2 separate regions of the Gadus morhua genome follow, and region 2 is linked to region 1. The links are chromatin contacts, called in public Hi-C maps. All regions are on one chromosome and are shown on one strand. The core of a region is the stretch at or near the end of the contact, and the rest is flanking DNA. Distances in the headings are between cores, read along the strand shown.

Region 1 (3,625 bases), core at 233-2,732:
GCTGCATAAAGGAACCACAGAGTGAAAAACAAAAACGATTAGACACTAAATGCATCAGTGTGAGAACCATGTCTCTATCTGATGCTTTATCACTTGGCTGCATCTAAAACTGTTCGCTTCATACACTTCATTTTTTTTGTTCTAGACAGGTACAACAAATGAGTACAAGTATATGCACCCATTCTGAGCCGTTACCATTTGATATTTAACACAATACTTCACATCCCACTCCACAGCAGATATTCAGCTTTTTACTCCCAGTTCATTTAAGCATACCCCTGAAATCACTCAATAGGTTTGACTTTTGAGCAGGGGTCTCAAACTCAACCTACCTGGGGGCCGCTGGAGGTAGAGTCTGGGTCAGGCTGGGCTGCATCAATTATTCAACAGAAAAAAGGAGCACAACTGACCCAATCTAAGTTAATGATTGGGCTATCATTAGATCATGTTGGCTATGGTATCGCTGACAACACGGGACATTTCATAGCGGTTGGTGGAAACTGGGACATTTTAGCGTCCTTTGGCTTTTGGCGGGACTCAGGACACGCAACTCAAAATTGGGACTGTCCCGGCAAAACCGGGACATCTGGTCACCCTATCACAAGCGATAAAAAAGCGTGGCAAGCCACTCAGCAAAAAGGTGCATGCCGCACTAACACTAAACTTTGGTGCAATGTAGGGGGCCACAAAATATCATCCCGCGGGCCTCAATTGGCCCCCGGGCCGCGAGTTTGAGAGCCCTGCTTTAGAGGGTTTGTCGTGTTAGCTATCGGTTTTTCCAACTTTAGCCCCATCTTTCTATTACGACTACGATGAGCTCATGAGGGTTGAAAGGTCATGAGTATATACACCTGCTTTTGATACTTCAGGTTCTGTGTCAGGTACAGAACAAACGCTTCGACATTCACCACCACCACGGCTGTCCCTGCAGGGTTGCTGTTGGACTTTCAAAAGAAATAGCACACTTTTGCCTTCCCTGTGTGCGAGCAAGGTCATGTGCAGACACCAAACCGAAGGCCATGGACACCTCCTGGAGATTATAACACAGTAATGTTATTGTGTTCACATTTTCCCCAAACACTGATTACGGCTCATTCTAGCAGTAACAATCCCAGCCGAGGAGAGAGCGAGAGAGAGAGCGAGAGCGAGATTCACACAAATCTCAGAAGATACTGTTGCTTTCTCTGATGAAGGTAAAGCTTTTGGTAGGGCACTGAGAAGAGGCTGAGCTTAACTTGAGTCCCTTTGCTGCTATTCAAAAATTAGACAAACATCTTTGTTTAAAGGGTAAGTCAGGTACTTTGCTTGTTTAAACCTCCGGTCGAGCCTCGATATCCAGCGACAGAGGAAAGGAACCACCCCTGGATAGGGTCTTGGTCAACATTCTCCGTCCGTCCGTTGCCCCGGAGCTGTCGTTTTAAGGGTGGGGGTGGGAGGTAGCGTGGGGCTGCAGCCATGTTGCGTAGGCTGGTCTGGTTGATGATGGTCCTGGGGGCCGGCGGCATGGCTAGGGCCTGTCCGGACGCAGACATGCCCAGGGAGCTGGTCCTGGCTCTGTTCAAGGACTGGGTGCTGGGGCGGATGGGGCTGGAGGCCCCGCCAGTGGCCCCTGCGTTACCCCCGGGCTGGAAGGGACCCAGGCGGCGGCCCCGGAGGTCTAGCAGCGCGGCGGTGGCTGAGGAAGACCACAAGCAGGACCTGGATGTCTCCCAGGTCATTGTGTTCCCCAGCTCCGGTAAGACAACAGTAAAGTTTTTTCCACAAATCCAGCCTGAGTGGGTTGTTAGAAGGTCTCAATAGATAGCACGCATAGGCCTGTGATTTAACATTTATTTATTTCTCCTTGGAATCATGATGCTTTCAAGCCTCTTGTCTCAAAGGAAAACGTAATCTAGCTAATACTCCTACTTCTAAAGCATTTTCTGTTGTACGTGTGTTGTTCGTTGCAAATGTACAAATACCATAGAAAGAGTAAATGTTGATTTTGCTAAGGACATGGTTACCCGTGGCTACATTTGATTTCAAAACATTGGGACAAAAGGCAGCGCTTTAACACATCAATTGTTAATTAAGACGTTTGTTTGGTTGTCAATTAAATAGATCTTATTTAAAAGACGACTAAAACACCCTTCTCCATTGCATATGATTCATTTGGCAGACTCGCCGTGCGGCAGAACTGAGGTGAGGGATGCTGAAACGGCCACCTTCCACTCGTATCATTTTCAACCGTCCGTCAACCCCCAGGAGCTCTTGATCACTTCGGCTCACTTCTGGTTCTATGCCGGACCGGAGTCCAACTCCTCCAGCCCGCTCTACATCCTGAACTCAGGGCAACTTCCGGACCACTTGGCCGCCGTTGCTCTGGCATTGACCAGCTCGGACGGCTGGGCCACGTATGATCTGGACGATCACCACCGGCCAGCCAAGGTTTACTCTGGGCCGCTTACGCTGCAGGTGCGCAGTACCAACCGCCTACCCCTCATCGAAGACCCGGATAAAACTCCTTTCCTTCATCTCCGTGCTCGCCGGCGGGTTTCCGGTCGTTGGCCACGCCACGCGATCCCGTGGTCCCAGTCCGCCGCGGACCTGTTGCAGCGGCCCTCTCAGCAGCAGCCGGAGAGTCGAGACTGTTGGCGGGACGCAGTGGAAATCAGCTTTGATGAACTGGGCTGGGGAAACTGGATCGTCCACCCCAAGGTAGTGACTTTCAGCTATTGCCGCGGTAACTGCTCCGCCCCCGACCGTGGCACCGCCCTGCTGGGGATCAAGCAGTGCTGCGCCCCAGTCCCGGAGTCCATGAGGTCCTTGAGGATCACGACCACTTCGGACGGCGGGTACTCGTTCATGTACGAGACTCTGCCCAACATCATACCTGAAGAGTGCAGCTGTTTCTAAACAGACTAGGCAGAAAACTATAAAATGAAATAGGCCGTGCAAAAGTAGACTACTATTGGGAAATCAGTGTTGGCTAATGCTTCATCCCCTCCCAGCTGAAACTTTATAGCTCACTTATTACACACTTGAAAACTGTTCTTGTCGCTCGGCCTTCCCACATTTCTGCAATGATGCTTTGCTACAATGTGCTTGTATGTTTATGTATGCAAAATTAAAACACTGAAACTGAATATTTTGTCTAAGCAACCTTGGGGGCAGGGAAGGCTGACCTTCGGACCACATACCACTTCAGTCCTTTTACTTCGTCAAGCTGTCCATTTTAATCAAATACATGTCTGACAACTGCACTTCATGGCCTTCATCATGCCCATCTACCTATGCATATCTTGCCAAAAGGTATTGGTCTGTCATTTGGTTGTTCTGTTAACCTTGCCCTCTTAAAAGCAACACCAACAATAGATATTAGTCAATGCCACCCATGAGAAGGTCTGTCAAGTCAGACATTAAGGAAACCTCAACTTTGATTGCTCAAAGTGTTGCAAATAATGTTTGTGTTTGGGACAACACACTTTCAAACACAAATTAAATGCATTCAAATGCATTTATTAACTGGCTGTTAGAAAATTACAAAAAAAAAACATTACAAAGCCAAACCATATTAAAAGGGAATGTTGTACCATGTGTAAAGTATTCTTTAGTCAAAAAAATAAAAAAATAAACTGTTGACAAC
Region 2 (3,561 bases), core at 2-2,501, 190 kb after region 1:
GCAGACTTCCAAAACGGCTTGTAGCAGCTAATCACACCACACCTGGTGGCATGCCATGGGACCTTTAAGATCAAGATGGACATAGTTGTTTCTGTCCAAAGAACACCATCATTAAAAGGAAAACCTCCAAAGATAAACGAAGAAAAAGGACAGATCTAGGACTTCTGAATAACCATCACATTTTGGCATCCCAGCTTGAACGTGGTGTCTTACACTTCACTACACCTCATATCTCCTATCACTGTTTTAGTTTATATTATATATTTAGCTGAGTAGCCTACTGCATACAGCGCTCAACTATTGTTTGTCATAAGTTTTATTCTTACTTTCCTTTGTATTATTCTCAACAAACTTCGGAACCCATCTCCTTGCTCAATTTTTCATTCCATTCAAGACTCGCGCTTTTCTCCGATTTTTTTTAATATTTAATATTTTTGAAGATAATCTACTTTTTGAAATCCTTACTTTTTAACATGGGAGGATTGGACGTTTTGAACTTTTGTTTAAATCCCTTCACTTGATTTAAGCCATATAACGTTTCTTTATGTCTTAATCTATGTGGCTTTATAAAAATATATTTTAAACCTCACTTTGTACTACAGCACTCACCGCATTATCTTGTATGGTTGCTGCTATGTGACTGTTGAGGAGTCAAGCCCAAGAATTGTACTCCTGTGTACTCGTAAATTAAGATGAAATAAATTATTCAAATTATGTGTTAAGAAGTTTAATTTCGGCCAAAAGCAGACAGTAGTATACCTAAAGGAAACTGTACTGTGAAGCAAAGCCCACAACATTTGCTGGACACGCATGGGCACAGATGTGGATTTTATCAATGGAAACGAAAAAGTGTGCTATGAGGAGACTGCTAGCTGTTTAGCACACCCGTCTAGAGGGCTAGATGCAAATCCTTTCAAATCAAGCCATTTCGGCTAGCTAGCCGGCTAATTATGTAGCAGCATAGCCATTCAGTGAAGTCACTTCGGCTAGCCGGCTACCTAGCTCATCGGCTAACTACTTTAGCATTAAGCTATCTAAACGGGCGCTCTGTTGACAGCGTTAACCCCAAACACAAAACGACGAAGATGCTTACGTTCTCGTCTCCCGACAGATCGGGGTTACTGTTCTCATCGCTGCTCAACTTCTGTTTCTTTGCAGGCATCTCTTTTCCCGCCGCCGGCGAAGGGGACTCGACCATGTTCTTGTTTTCCCTCATTTTGCGCGGTCTCAGCCTCTTCCGCCTCAGTCCCCGCCCTTTCCGTCCGTGAAGAGGCTAGTGCAACGCCCACTCGCCCGAGAAATGTGAACGTTTTAACCGGCTAACTCGGCATTCACAGAGTATCTGTGGATACCATATAGGTCCATGGTGGAAACCTATTGTTCTTGAGTTTATTATGTTAACTTTTTTTTTATATTTACCATTTCAAATAAGGTTCTAAAATAATATAATTATATGTTGATATATACAATTCTAAATCAATTTCCTTTCAAATACTACCATTAAAATCCACACATTTGAACATACCCTTTTATACAATCTCTTTAATAAAAAACATTTACAATAACTTTCAACAGTCCAACAAAGCATTTTTTTTCAAATCAGGCATCGCAAAGGAATGAAGATGACTCGAGATTGGACCCAGCCTTTTACATAACCATGACGGTGTTTTCCATAGAGGCCTGGCTCATCCCTTCAAACAAATCCTCATCCTCCACCACTTCCTCCTCCTCCTCCTCCTCCACCTCCTCCCCCTCCTCCAGCTGTTCTGCGCTTCGCTTCAGTCCTCTCTGTTTCGACAGGGCCACTGCGTAACGGATTGTGTAAATGTTCCACTCGCATCTGAAAAGAGACAACAAAAACATTGTCAACGGCCGACGGAAATGTACCATCCATCCAGCAGTATTTATTAAACAACTTTGACCGTCTGTACCTTCATTTTGTTCTAATTAATTATGTTGCCATTATGCCACGCCTGACAACCAACTATTGTGTGTCAACATGAACTTTGAAGTCTCTTTGAACATTTGTAGGCAGAGCAATTGAGTTACATTTCACTCGCAATTATACTTATATATATTCTGTAGCTATGCCTATCTTTATCTAGAATCCATGTTTATTCTTAAAGTGCCGATCTGGGTTGAGTGCAGGGCATGGCTGCCCGCATCTATCAAAGCCTGCTCTGTACAAAAGTCAGTGGCGAGTTTTAGAGCACAACGGACAGCGGTATGTCACTGATAAACCTCCTGACTGCAGCATCGAGTGTACAGCACCGCCCCTTACGCAAACTTCCATGAGATCTGTCAGCTGAGGGGAGATTATTTTTTACACAATGCCGTTAGATGACTACGTAAGGGTATCTTGACTGCGTCAGGAGACTGTGGCCCTTCGCATCGCCCCCAATCAACGTCATTAAACACTGACAGCAGCTTTTTATGGGGAGAGAAACAACGGTGGTGGACCTTACCAAACGCCCTATCCATTGTATCGGCCTGTAAAATGAAAACAAAATAAAATAAAATGTATTTATTCAGCACATTTAATAACAAGAGGCACGGCGTGCCTCGGGAAGAAGCGCCCGACAGCAACCTGCTTTTAATTTGTCATCATATCTGTATCATGCCACTCGGTGCGGAATAGTGTTGGCTCTTTGCGCTCTTGTTATGCCACCACAGAGTCATATCAACCGTTTTACTCCAGCCACTTATCGTGCGGCCAGTGTCACAAAACGAATACCCCCAATTTGAGTGATCGATGACTTTTAAACTCTTAAACTCCTGCATGTTTCTGCACATGAACGACTTCATTCCTGTCAACGCTTCAAACTCGTTCAAGTTGCAGAAAATGTGCAACAGCTCCCCCTGGGGTCACACTTTTCAGTTGGTCGCAGAATTCTCTGTAAAATCCCCTCGCTCTCCTTGATTTACCGCGATCTAGCATCTAGGATCGATTGCTCTTCCTTGGGTTCCCCGATGTTAACGCTGAATTTCTTACATTGAATTTTGCAGCTGACTTTGGCATGTTGAATTTGGGGACGTTGAAAATATATAACTTTAATTTTTTAACGTTGAATATGTGATTTTGAATTTTTTAACATTGAAAAATAAAGCTGAAAATGATTTATTGAATATTTTAAGAGTTAAATTCAGAGGCAAAAAAATCCAGATACTTTACTTCAATGCATAAATATTCAGTGCTAAAAATTCAATGGCTTTTTATTTTAAAAATCCAATGACACAGATTTACTTCCATAGGCTGCACATCAAAACAAACCTAGGATCTAGGTTTGGCATATACTTGAGTCCAGCCTCTCGCATATGAACGCCATCAAAGCAAATCCTCATTCCTCTCTTATAAGTGATCCACTACAGAGTCTAACGTTGCAGTTCCTGCCAGGTCAAATAAGTAATTTCAAGTAACTGATGTTAAGAAAATAAACGCGGCCAAGTGTACCTCTGCAGTGCTTCAGCACAGCCATTCATCATTGATGAATTTTATAATAAATTAATTCACGCATTGTTGATGACAACATTGATACATTAGTGTCTTTTCACGATACCATA

What was found. Hi-C and Micro-C count contacts between places; a contact is called where the count stands out from the background.
Region 2: a Hi-C map of heart shows a contact between it and region 1, with 5 times the contacts expected there. The contact joins the promoter of eed here to the promoter of inha in region 1. A contact is called at or near these places in 2 of 6 Hi-C or Micro-C datasets (gill and heart).

The regions. Positions count from the first base shown.
Region 1 is chr4:28,973,491-28,977,115 of gadMor3.0, forward strand. inha (inhibin subunit alpha) reads left to right here and starts at 1,483. Exons shown (of 2, transcript XM_030353567.1): 1 at 1,483-1,735; 2 at 2,159-3,080. The coding sequence starts at 1,483. The coding sequence ends at 2,895. LOC115541667 (gap junction gamma-1 protein) reads right to left here. Exons shown (of 6, transcript XM_030353496.1): 6 at 3,483-3,625.
Region 2 is chr4:29,165,790-29,169,350 of gadMor3.0, forward strand. eed (embryonic ectoderm development) reads right to left here and starts at 1,252. Exons shown (of 12, transcript XM_030353357.1): 1 at 1,094-1,252. The coding sequence starts at 1,216. It overlaps pwp2h (PWP2 small subunit processome component), which reads right to left. Exons shown (of 21, transcript XM_030353356.1): 21 at 1,523-1,840. The coding sequence ends at 1,648.